Regions from separate parts of the Pan troglodytes genome. Here region 1 is linked to region 2. A link is a contact called in public HiChIP or PLAC-seq data. All regions are on one chromosome and are shown on one strand. Each heading gives the region's core, a stretch centred on a gene start, on an enhancer-like site or on the middle of the called end of the contact. The rest is flanking DNA. Distances are from core to core; before and after follow the strand shown. Region 1 holds the start of BEND3 (BEN domain containing 3). Region 2 holds the start of CD24 (CD24 molecule).

What was found. HiChIP or PLAC-seq counts read pairs in DNA pulled down with a chosen protein or histone mark.
Region 1: a contact with region 2 is called in an H3K4me3 HiChIP or PLAC-seq map of stem cell-derived excitatory neurons, with 4 times the contacts expected there. The contact joins the promoter of BEND3 here to the promoter of CD24 in region 2. A contact is called at or near these places in 1 of 7 Hi-C or Micro-C datasets (induced pluripotent stem cells) and 1 of 1 datasets of contacts at active chromatin or transcription factors (stem cell-derived excitatory neurons).

What each region holds. Positions count from the first base shown.
Region 1 is chr5:119,030,669-119,036,182 of NHGRI_mPanTro3-v2.0_pri, forward strand. It overlaps BEND3 (BEN domain containing 3), which reads right to left and starts at 2,855. Exons shown (of 4, transcript XM_009451772.5): 1 at 2,540-2,855.
Region 2 is chr5:118,885,224-118,891,111 of NHGRI_mPanTro3-v2.0_pri, forward strand. CD24 (CD24 molecule) reads right to left here and starts at 2,446. Exons shown (of 3, transcript XM_024357344.2): 1 at 2,115-2,446; 2 at 1,556-1,732. The coding sequence starts at 1,624.

The DNA.
Region 1 (5,514 bases), core at 1,605-4,104, 150 kb after region 2:
ACGCTGGGCGTAGTGGTACACGTCTGTAATCCCAGCACTTTGGGAGGCCGAGGCTGGCGAATGACCTGAGGTCGGGAGTTCGAGACCAGCCTGACCAACATGCAGAAATCCCCTCTACTAAAAATACAAAACTAGCCGGGCATGGTGGCGCGCCCCTATAATCCCAGTTACTTGGGAGGCTGAGGCAGGAGAATCACTTGAACCCAGGAGGCAGAGGTTGCGGTGAGCCGAGATCGCGCCATTGCAATCCAGCCTGGGCAACAAGAGCAAAACTCTGTCTCAAGAAAAAAAAAAAAAAAAGGCTGGGCGCGGTGGCTCACGCCTGTAATCCCAACATTTTGGGAGGCCAAGGTGAGCGGATCATGAGGTCAGGAGATTGAGACCATCCTGGCTAACACGGTGAAAGCCCGTCTCTACTAAAAATACAAAAAATTAGCTGGGAGTGGTGGCACGCGCCTGTAGTCCCAGCTACTCGGGAGGCTGTGGCAGGAAAACCCCTTGAACCTGGGAGGCGGAAGTTGCAGCGAGAAGAGATCACGCCACTGCACTACAGCCTGGTGATAGAGCGAGACTCTGTCTTAAAAAAAAAAAAAAAAAAAAAAAAAAAAGCACGGTGGCTCATGCCTGTGATCCCAACACTTTGGGAGGCCAGGCAGGCAGATCACCTGAGGTCCGGAAACCAGCCTGGGCAACATGGTGAAACTCCGTCTCTACTACAAATACAAACATTAGCAAGGCATGGTGGCACATGGACTGTAATCCCAGCTACTCCGTGAGGCTGAGGCAGGAAAATCGCTTGAACCCGGGAGGCAGACGTTGCAGTGAGCAGAGATCAAGCCACTGCACTCCAGCCCGGGTGACAGAGCGAGACTCCGTCTCAAAAAAAAAAAGAAACAAAACAAAAAAACTCATGTTCCATGACAGGAGGTTCATGTGACAGATTTCAAGGGCCACACAGACACCAGCTAACCCAGCAGCAGCAACTGGCGCTCTGGCTCCATCTTTCCTCTAGAATCCAAGAGGCTCTCTCCATTCATTAAGGAAATACGCACTGAACGCCTACTAAGTTATGAGACACCGGGTTAGAGGCTGGGGATGTGAAACTGTGAGGGAGATAAAAAATCTTGCCCAAGTCCCAGTACCGAGGAAAGCTTGACAGGCTCTTGTATGGTAGTATAAAGTCAATATCTAGGGATGAATGGTTTAAAAAAAAAAAAGAGAAAAACGGACTGCAAGGGTGGAAGTGGGGAGCGGGTAACAAGAGAAAGTCCTCCATCCCAGCCGTTTATATACCTGGCTACCTGAAGGACTCACTTCCGTAATTACCTCAGTTTCCTGCAACCTTAGCTTTCTGGCACTATGCCACGCTGCCCTGTGGCATGTTTACTATTTGTATTCAACCATTCAAAAGTTACTTTAAGGAGATGAACTGCACATTTCCAACTCTAGTGAGTAACATTGTTCCTCCCGGCACTCTTGTCGAGTTAGCGTTTACGTGCAGAATTCTTCCAGAAAGACCACCTGAGCAATCAATAGAACTTTTATCTCTGTAAAAACACCTTGTTTAAAATAGCTACATAGGGAGACGTAGGTAAACAAGCACACAAGGGCCTCCAAATCGGTGGTGCACAGCTCACGGATGAGGCAAGGGCAAAGCATGCGTGGGAAATCACGTTTATCATAGAGAAGGAAAGGAGCGGTCACGAGGAGCGGCGAGCGCCCCAGGCTTCAGCTTTGCGGCTGGCCGGCCAGGCCTCGCGCCAGCCCGGGTGCACACCCAAGGCGCCGGGCCCGCCTCCAGCTCCTGGGCAGCGGGAACCGCGAACCGCCGTGGAACGGCCGGGAAGGGAGCGCTGCGCCCCCTGGCGGCGGGGCCCATCCCTCTCCGCTCCCGGCCGCCGCCGCCGCGGGCCGGCCTCGCTCCATTTGCAGCCTCCGGAGGCTTCGTTCCTCCGAGCGGCGGCTCCCCCGGCCTCCCGCTCGCCGCCCGGCATCTCCCTCCAGTCCCCGCCCCCTGCTCCCGCTCCGACACCCCCTTCCACACGCGGAGCAGTGCCCCGCCAAAGCCCCGCCGAGCGCGAGCGCCAAGCCGCCGCGAGTACGGCAGAGCCTTCCGGCCGCCCCGGCCGCTCCATCGCGGCGCCCGGCGGGGGTGCGGGGCCAGCGCGCGGCGCGAGTGGGGCGGGCGGCGGCGGCGGCGGCGCGGACGGTTCCACCGCGCGAACCCCCCGCCCCCGCGCGGCGCGCGTGCTCCCCAGAACGCCATGGAGCCGCCGCGTTCCGAGCGGGCACAAAGGGGCGCGCAGCACAATGGGCGCGGCGAGCCCGTGGGCGCCCGGCGCCCGCTCCGGTCGCTCGGCCCGCGCGGGGGTGGGCGCTACTACCGGCGGGCGCGCTCGGAGCAGCCCCCCTCCGCGTCCCCTCCCCTGCTCCCGCCCCCACCCCGGCATGGATGTTGCAGCCACTCTACCGGCCGCTCGCCCCGGAGCCGCCAACGCTGCCGCCGCCGCGCGGCCGGCTTGATCCGCCCCGCACTTACCTGGGACGCGAGTTCTGTACTTTGCCGGGCGGGCCCGCGCCGAGTTTGGGCGCCACGTGGGGGGGAGGGCGCGGGGCCGGGGAGTGGGGGCCGCGCGCGGAGGGCCTGGCCAGGGCGGCCCGGGGAGGCGCTGGGGGCGGCGGGCGGGCGAGCGCCGTGTATTTTCCCCTCTCTTTGTGTGTGTCCGTGCGCTGCGCTCTCGCGTGACGTGACGGGACTCCGTGTGTCATTTCCGCACAAGGACACAGGAGCCCCCGCTGCAGTGGAACCACAACCCCTCCGCCCCCACCCCCGGCCCGCCCCTCCCCCTCAGCGGGGCACACGCGGGACCGGCGGCGGCGGCGCTCGGGCGTGAACGGCCGCGGCGGGGAGCTCGGGCGCGCACTCCCGGGACCCAGGCGGCCCGGCGCGCTCGGCCGGCGCAGTGGCTCCACGTGGGCCCGCGCTGGCTGCCCGGGGCGGGGGCGGCGGCCGCGCACCCACGGCGCGCCGGGCAGGCGCCGCGAACAATGTCCCCTGTACCCCATGTGTCCTCCCACCGCGAGTTCGTCCTCGGAAACGTGGTTTCTCAGACCCGAGAGTTTGGCCCCAAACGGCTTTTTCTACTTTTTTGCCCCTTGCGGGACGGCGACTGTGCGGAGCTTGTCCCGCCTCGCGCCCACGCCTCTCTCGCATTTTTGGCCTTTGGGCCGCAGCCCAGGCCCCCGGGGCCGGTCTTCCCGCGCCGCCACCGGCACAAAGACCTTGGGACGCGAGGGCCCGGGTGGCTCCTGCGGCCCCGCGGGGCGGCATGGAGTCCGGCGGGACCCGGGAGAGCGACCCTGGCGCTGGGAAAAGCTGGCTCTGGCCACTCCCCCTGCACGGTGGCCGCCCTCTGTTGTGAGCCTCAGAGCTAAAATCTTGCCTGCTACTTGCAACCCGAAGTTCTGGGGTGTGAGGCTGCGGAGCGAGAGCTTCGGAAGCGCCCGCGCTCACAGACACACACCCCACAAACACAAACCCACGGGCTGTCTGCGCCGAGCGCCTAAAATAGAAAAACACGAGTCACCAACTCAATAAAGGCTGATTCTGTCTACTCCTAACTCTTGGACTGTAGATTCCCAGTTGATAAATACGAAATCTACCCCTCGGGTATTTTCTCAAGTCTCAGTGGCTGGGTAGGGGGAGGGGGAGGTGCTGGGTGAGAGTCAGGGAAGCCCAATTCAACAGTTTAGCCACGTTTGTATTTTAGGCAAACAATGAGAATGTAAATTTAAGAAAAATCCTTTAATTTGCCGATCAAAGAAAGTATAAAAAGAAAAATGCAAATGATCCCATCTGCTGCTCACAGCTGACTGGCTGCAAGGGAGGACCATGTGGCACGGCCCTGCGCGGTCAGTGAATAGGTAGAATAGATTTTTAAAAGAAGGCATATGTTGGCTCCTTGCTGCCCAGTCGCGGCGAGGGTTTGAATTAACGTATAGTTTGGGTTTACCGTACCCTCCTTCAGACCACTCCAATTGGGAATTTAGTAATTATGCAAGTTCCTCCCCTTCGGGCTTGAAATCAAAAGGCACAGGGTTAAGTTTGAGGAACTACGTGGAACATTCTCGAGCTGTATTTGGATTACTGGTTTAGTGAAGTCAGTACTAATTGCTATGCAAAATTAAGCAAGCAGCCTGAAGAACCAAGCCCTGCATCCAGGGGGTGCTTTTATAGAAGAATCTATACGTGCTCAGTGTCATTGAAAACAGGATGATGAAAAGAATGGGGCCGAGATAGCAGCCCTTCAAATTCAAAAGACTTAGGTCGCCCTATCTACATTTAAAATAGGGCGGAGGGAGGAAGGGAGGAGGACTGCTTGGGGGAGAATGGTTAATTTATACATTCGCAGAAGACTGAGGGGAGGCACTTCGATTTCTGCAGAGAACTTGACTTTTACACTTGCACATTAAATAACACGTACGACACAGTACATCGCTTGACTTAGTTAACAGATACACCAGTTTTATTCTCACCTTCAATTTAATGTGACAGTTATAATTAGAATTTTTAAAGTAGAAGTTGCATTTCATTAGTTCAGTTTTCTAGGATTTCCCAGTAGAAGAGTTAGGAATAGTTAAGTAGCACTTAAGCACATTTTGCATTTAAATCACTTTGCTGTGGTGCTTTAAGAATGTAAAACGACCTTGTTAAATTTTTGGAAAGAGGACTAGATGAAACGTGTGTAGTGAGGGGATATATATTTAACCAATCTTTCACAGTGACAACTCAGGTTTTTAAGGATAAATTAAATAATAAAACAATAGAGATAGAAATTAACATTTCTCTGTTCATATTGCTTGAAACAAAAGATTTCTGTCAAATACAATAATTGAACTGATATAGCTGACTTTTCAAAACAACTTTCAGGAAACTCAAACTGACCTTGAATATTATTGTAAAAGTATGTATCTTATATTTGCATAAATGGATCTATCTACTTAACAAAGTAAGTGGCTTGTTTCAAATAAGTTATTAATAGAAATAGAAGTCATTGCTATCCAAGAAAGGAAATCACCTTCCTTCAAATGGTTTTCTATGTGGTTTTCTTTTTTATATGGAGAAGGAAAATAACGCATAAAGGTGAAAAATGTGTTGGAATAGTTGTATATAATTTTGGAAACTTCAAGACATAATAGTTTTGAAAGTGCAGTAACAGTTCATGGTTCATACGGATGTGTGTGTAAAGACCCGGAAAAATAACAACCTGGTTTTTAGAGGTCTGCTCAATTTGAAATTGCTTAATAAAAAATGCATTTTTCAAGATTTCAAATTAGAGCTGCTGCCATCGATCTAGTCAACTCATTTTCATTTGTACCTGAGTAAAATGTAGCAGGGGGAAAACTGGCTACTTGACCATATAAAACACTGAGACACTAAATGTAAAAACTCAAATGGAGAATTGCGTTATATAAAATGGGATATAAAAGAAGATTGGGATATAAAATGTAAAT
Region 2 (5,888 bases), core at 1,196-3,695:
GTCCCATCAGGAAACGGCACTCCCAATAAAGAAAAGCATTAATATGGTAATTTACTTAAAACAGGGTGCCTGTTTTGGACACCTTGTTTGGGATCCCGCAAAGTAACCTGTTCTTTATTCATACAATGAGTTTTACTGCAGCAGGTGATGTTTTCTTTTTAAAACCTGGTGTATCAATCTGAGGATCTAAAGATCCTCTACACCAACAAAAAAATTATGTTTATTAAACTGACACTAAACAAAATTTTCTCTCCCAAGCTACATTTATTCGCATTATTAAAACTTCTCACTTACAATGTTGGAGGAAAAAAATCTGGTCGGAGAGAAGATGGGGCGGGGAGTGGAGGGGGCCGGTTTCTCGCAGCCGCGCCCCTCCCCCATCAAAGAATTGAGGAAGGCTCGGGAGCGCAGCGGACTGGGAGGAAGACAATAGGGTACGGTTACCCCGCCAGCGGTGGGGAAGCGCGTTCCACACTCAGGCTGCACTCCCAGGTGAGCCCGGACTTTCGATGTCTGGGGACGGAGGACGCAGCGCGCCCAACTTTGGGGGAGAAGCCCCAGAGACAGTCCTCGATTAACCCCAATCGAAGGCGCTGGAGAGCCGTCACTCCCATCCTCCAAACCCGAACTGACCCAAACAAACGTACCTTCTTCGCCCCCACCCCCGCTAGGGTCTCCCAGGCCCAGCCCCCGGTCTCTCTCGCCGGCGCGGTGCATCCATACACCCTCGAGGCAGCGCTGCGCGGCCCCAGGTACCCACACCCGGGGCGAGGTTCCCCGGATGGAGGATCTAGGGAGACCGCGCTGGTAGCGGCGACCTGGACAAAGCCTGGCGGGGACTCGGGACAGAATCGTCCCACCATGCTGCCTCCCCAGAACTAGCCAATCTGGGCTAAAATAACATGGGGATCCTAAGATGACAAGCGATGGACGTGAAAGGTTGCATCGCAGAGAGCGCAGCGTCAGGAGAGGGTCCCCGCCTCGGCTTCAGCCCGGAACCGGGGTTTGTTTAAAAAGGGCCAGATAGCCGTAGCTTCTCCGGGATACCCAATCCAACTCCGAGGGTGGAGGATGGGCGTGAGCCGCCCTCCCCGAAAGGGACCGTCGCATCTCTTTGTGTAGAGCGCGGGGAGCGCGAAGACCCTCCTAGGGGGAAGCGGGTCCTCAGGGACCCAGGGACAACGTCCCCAGGGAGCCCGAGCTCTCCAGGCGCTAATCCCTGCAGGCACCTCGGGCCTCTGGGTGAAAGTGGGAAGTAGGCACCTGGCTGCCTGGGAAGGGACAGCGTGGAACCTGGGGTGGGGCAGGGTCCTCTCAGCCCGCACGCGGAGCTGCATTGTTCCCAGGGCCGTGGGAGGGGAGGGGGAAGCACGCAAGGGAATGGAAAAATGGGGTCCACATGGCCCTCTCCCCTGGTCAGCTAAGCAAGATTCTCTCCCGGTCCCTGTCCGTGGCCCGAGGTAGAAGCGCAGGACGGTCCCCCGGGACCGGGTCCATCTCCCCTGCCCCCACCCCGGGAACGGCCCTCGAGCCCCGCCGGGCGCCAGGGCCTCACCTGCGTGGGTAGGAGCAGTGCCAGCAGCAGCAGCCCCAGCCCGAGCCTGGCCACCATTGCTCTGCCCATGTCCCCTCCGTCGGTGCGCGGCGCGTCTAGCAGGATGCTGGGTGCTTGGAGAACCGCTGGCTCCGGGCGGGCGCAGGCAAGGTGGGGAGCGCGGCGAGCCGGCGAGACCTTATATACCAGGAAAGCCACAATAGCCGTGACGTGGCGCCGCCCGCCCACCCCGGCTCCCCTCCGCCGCCGCCCGCCGCCTCCCCGCCTTCCCCGCCCCGCTCCGGGTTCCCCAGCGCCCCCGCCGCCGCCGCCGCCACCGCCACCGCCGCTCCGGCCCTCGCGGGCCGGGAGCCCCCCGGGCGGGCGCCGCTGCAGGTGGGCGGGCGCCGCCGGCTGCTGGTACCCGGCTGGTATCCCCGCGCCGGCTGCGGGCTGCGGGCAGGCTGGCACAGGCGCCCAGCGACTCCTACACAGGACCCGGGGCACACACGCGAGCCACACACGCCGCGCTGGGGGCCGGGCCCAAGTTTCCTTTGTTTCCCGGGACCTGCCATCTTACCCCCCAAAAGAAAAGTCCGCGCCTCCGCTGCGGCGGGGTAGCCGCCGGTCCTGGAGCAAGTGCGTTGCCACCCAGACTGCAAAATGCGCCCCGGGGACCCGAGAGGGGCCGCGAATTCCAGTGCGACCGCGTGGGGGGCGGGCGCCGGGACCCCTCGGGCAGGGTTATCTCTCGGCCCGCCGCAGAGGAAAGGCGAACGCGGCGGGCGTGGCGCGGACGCGGGCCGGACGCTCACTCTGGCCGACGGGACCCGGGCGCCGCCTAGCGCGAACCCTTCCCGCCTGGTCGGCGCTCCTCGCAGGCGGTGTCCGGGTCCGGAGCGATCTGCGCGCTCGGCCCCGCGGCCGCGCCCTCCCCGAAGCCCTTGCTTTGTTCTGTGAGCGCCTCGTGTCAGCCAGGCGCCGTGAGCTCACGGGGGCGTCCCGGGTCCGCATCCTCCCAGGAGCTGGGGAGCCGCTCGCTGGGCGCGGACCCGCTGCCTGACGCTGCAAACTACAGGGTTTCGGTCCCCCGCGCTCCTGCCTGCGGCGGGCGAGGAGGAGACGGCCCACCCTGAGGGGACCCCCTCCGCGGCCCTGAAGCCCCCACCGCCCTCCCCGAGCGGCTCTGCTCCCAGGTTCTACTCGGGGGCAGGAACCTCCCCTCCTGGCGGTCCCACTACAATTCACCGTCCCTCTCGAATTCCTGGGGATACACTTTTTCGGTCTCTGTTGCCCGTCATTCGTTTAAAGAGCAGAACCGTTCGAGATAAAGGCATTTACTTATCCGTAGTTGCCATTAGGCAATTTAATGAACCGGCACAAAGAGGAGATTCGTCATCACTCTTTAGATTTTGGTGGAATACTTCTTTCCTATCCATCTTATTGTGAAAACTTTCAAGCATACAACAAAAGTTGAAGTAATTTTACTGGTGGAGTATTTTGAGTTTAAATTTTAATTGCAAGACTTAATCTTTTTATTGAAGGTTTAGCCCAAGTGTTTTTCAGTCTTTAAAGCAAACAGCAGAGACCAAACCTAGTATGGTTGTAAATTTGTTTAAATTTCAGTTTTGCAGAACACTCTCGTTAGTACTTTTGGTTCAATTTTTAATTGCAAGACTTAATACTTTTATTTAAGGTTTAGCCCAAGCATTTTTCGGTCTTTAAAGTAAACCACAGAGTAGTAAGATTCTAAATTTGTTTAAATTTCACTTTTGCGTGGCAGTCTCATTAAAACAAAGTAAGTTTCAGGGAAGCAAAGTGACAATGAAATCTGCAGTAGGTCTGTTGACTGAATAGTGACTGAATCGGTTTGTGCCTTCAAGGTCAGTCACTTTAGCTCAGTAATTTTCCAAGCACGTTTAAGATGTGCTTGGGAACACAAGAATTTCTGTCGAGCACCAGTGGACTTTCCTGTTTAACAGTGTACCGTACCACATTATATAGAAATACTTTGGCCGGGCGTGGTGGCTCACACCTGTAATCCCAGCACTTTAGGAGGCTGAGGAGGGCTGATCACCTGAGGTCAGGAGTTCCAGACCAACCTGACCAACATGGTGAAACCTAAAATCTAGTCTCTACTAAAAATCCAAAATTAGCCATGCATGGTTGCTCATACCTGTAATCCCAGCTACTTGGGAGGCTGAGGCAGGAGAATAGCTTGAACCTGAGAGGTGGAGGTTGCAGTGAGCAGAGATCAGGCCATTGCATTCCAGCCTGGGCAACAAGAGCAAAACTCTGTCTCAAAAAAAAAGAAAAAAGAAATAGTCTGGCCCAGCTTCTCCATTCCTTTTCCGGGTGAAAAAAATGGACTGTTTGTGACTCAGGAGTGCCGGGTTCCAAGGCAAGGAACATACTATGTCCTCCACAAGCTGCTTGTTGAACTAACTGGTGGTATTCCTAGGATAAGACAGCCTCTAAAGACAGACTGCCAGAGTTCAAACCGTGGCTCTGCTAATTTTGCTGGAGACAAAAAGCCTCAGTTCCTTCATCTATAAAATGGAGATAATAACATCATTACTAATTAGTTATTAAAGAGTTATTGTATATATAAGTGTTAGAATACTGCCTGCCTCAGAGTAGCAGCTCTCACTTATTTGCTCTTCCACTGAAGGTGCCAGCAACCAGAAGGTAATTACCTTCTCTGCCACTGTGTGATACGTGAAAGAATATCAGTCTCCAAATAATTCCCAAAACTGGCAAGGCACTCAGAATCTGTGCTTTGTGAACCATTTCATCACCAGCTAATGAGACTGGATAATTCACATAGCAAAGCCCTTCACCTCTGCCCAGGAGTTCCCCCTGGGCATCCTACCGGGGGTGTTGCCCAGGACTTTGACAACTGGAGGCCCAACACAGGTAAGATACTTCTCTTTACAGGTCTCCACCCTACCCTTTTCCTGTACAGCTAGAAACTCAAGAAAACTGCCTGATTTTTCCTTTGCAGTTCTTTTGGTTTGTGATTCTTTCTTCCTATTCTTTATCCACTTCTCCTGGTTTTTCATAGTTTGTTTGCTAATAAAACCTGAGCCACGGCTGGGTGCAGTGGCTCATGCCTATAATCCCAGCACTTTGGGAGGCCGAGGCAGGCAGATCACATGATCAGGAGATCGAGACCATCCTGGCTAACATGATGAAACCCCATCTCTACTAAAAATACAAAAAATTACCTGGGCATGGTGGCACACGCCTGTAGTCCCAGCTACTCGGGAGGCTGAGGCAGGAGAATCGCTTGAACCCAGGAGGCGGAGGTTGCAGTGACCCAAGATCATGCCACTGCACTCCAGCCTGGATGACAGAGCAAGACTCTGTCTCAAAAAAAAAAAAAAAAAACCTTAGCCAATAATAACTCACGCCACTAACAAATTGAGACTCTTACCAGTTATCCTGAACTTTTTGTTGAGACACATGGCCAATTTCCATTTTATAGAGAAAGTGTGGTATAGAATGATTTTGAAACAGATTGATTGCATAAATTGATGTATGTGTGGAAAGTTATAACTTTCAGTTTTCATAGCTTTCATGAGATAGTATGAAAAACTCCCTCATTTGATGCTGGTTCTCTTCTGAGAATACTGAGGGAGGAGCAATGCTTACAATTTCTTTTCTTTTTTTTTTTTTTTTGGAGACGAAGTCTTGCTCTTGTTTCCCAGGCTGGAGTGCAATGGCACGATCTCGGCTCACTGCAACCTCTGCCTCCCAGGTTCAAGCGATTCTCCTGCCTCAGCCTCCCAAGTAGCTGGGATTACAGGTGCCTGCCACCATGCCTGGCTAATTTTTATATTTTTTTAGTAGAGACAGGGTTTCACCATGTTGACCAGGCTGGTCTCGAACTCCTGGCCTCAGGTGATCTGCCCGCCTCAGTCTCCCAAAGTGCTGGGATTGCATGCATGAGCCACCGTGCCCGGACAATGCCTACAATTTCTAAGGGCAGACCTGAGACCAGACTGGCATAGCACATAGTGGATTCTGGGGTCAAATATGGATTTGAATCCTGCACCACCACTTTCTCTCTCTTTTTTTTTTTTTGTAGACAGGGCCTCACTCCGTCACTCAGGACGGAGTGCAGTGGCTCATTGCAACCTTCACCTCCCTGGTTCAAGCCATTCTCCTGTCTTAGCCTCCCGAGAGACTATGTCTTGCCTACCCAATATCCACTGCACCTGGCATGCAATCAGTATTTGCTAGTTGAATGGACTAATATTAAGGAAACAGGTTAATTTGCTTTTTAAGATAAAATAATAAATCCTGTTTCTAGAGGAACAGAAGACACAGGGGTTAATTATTTGACATTTTT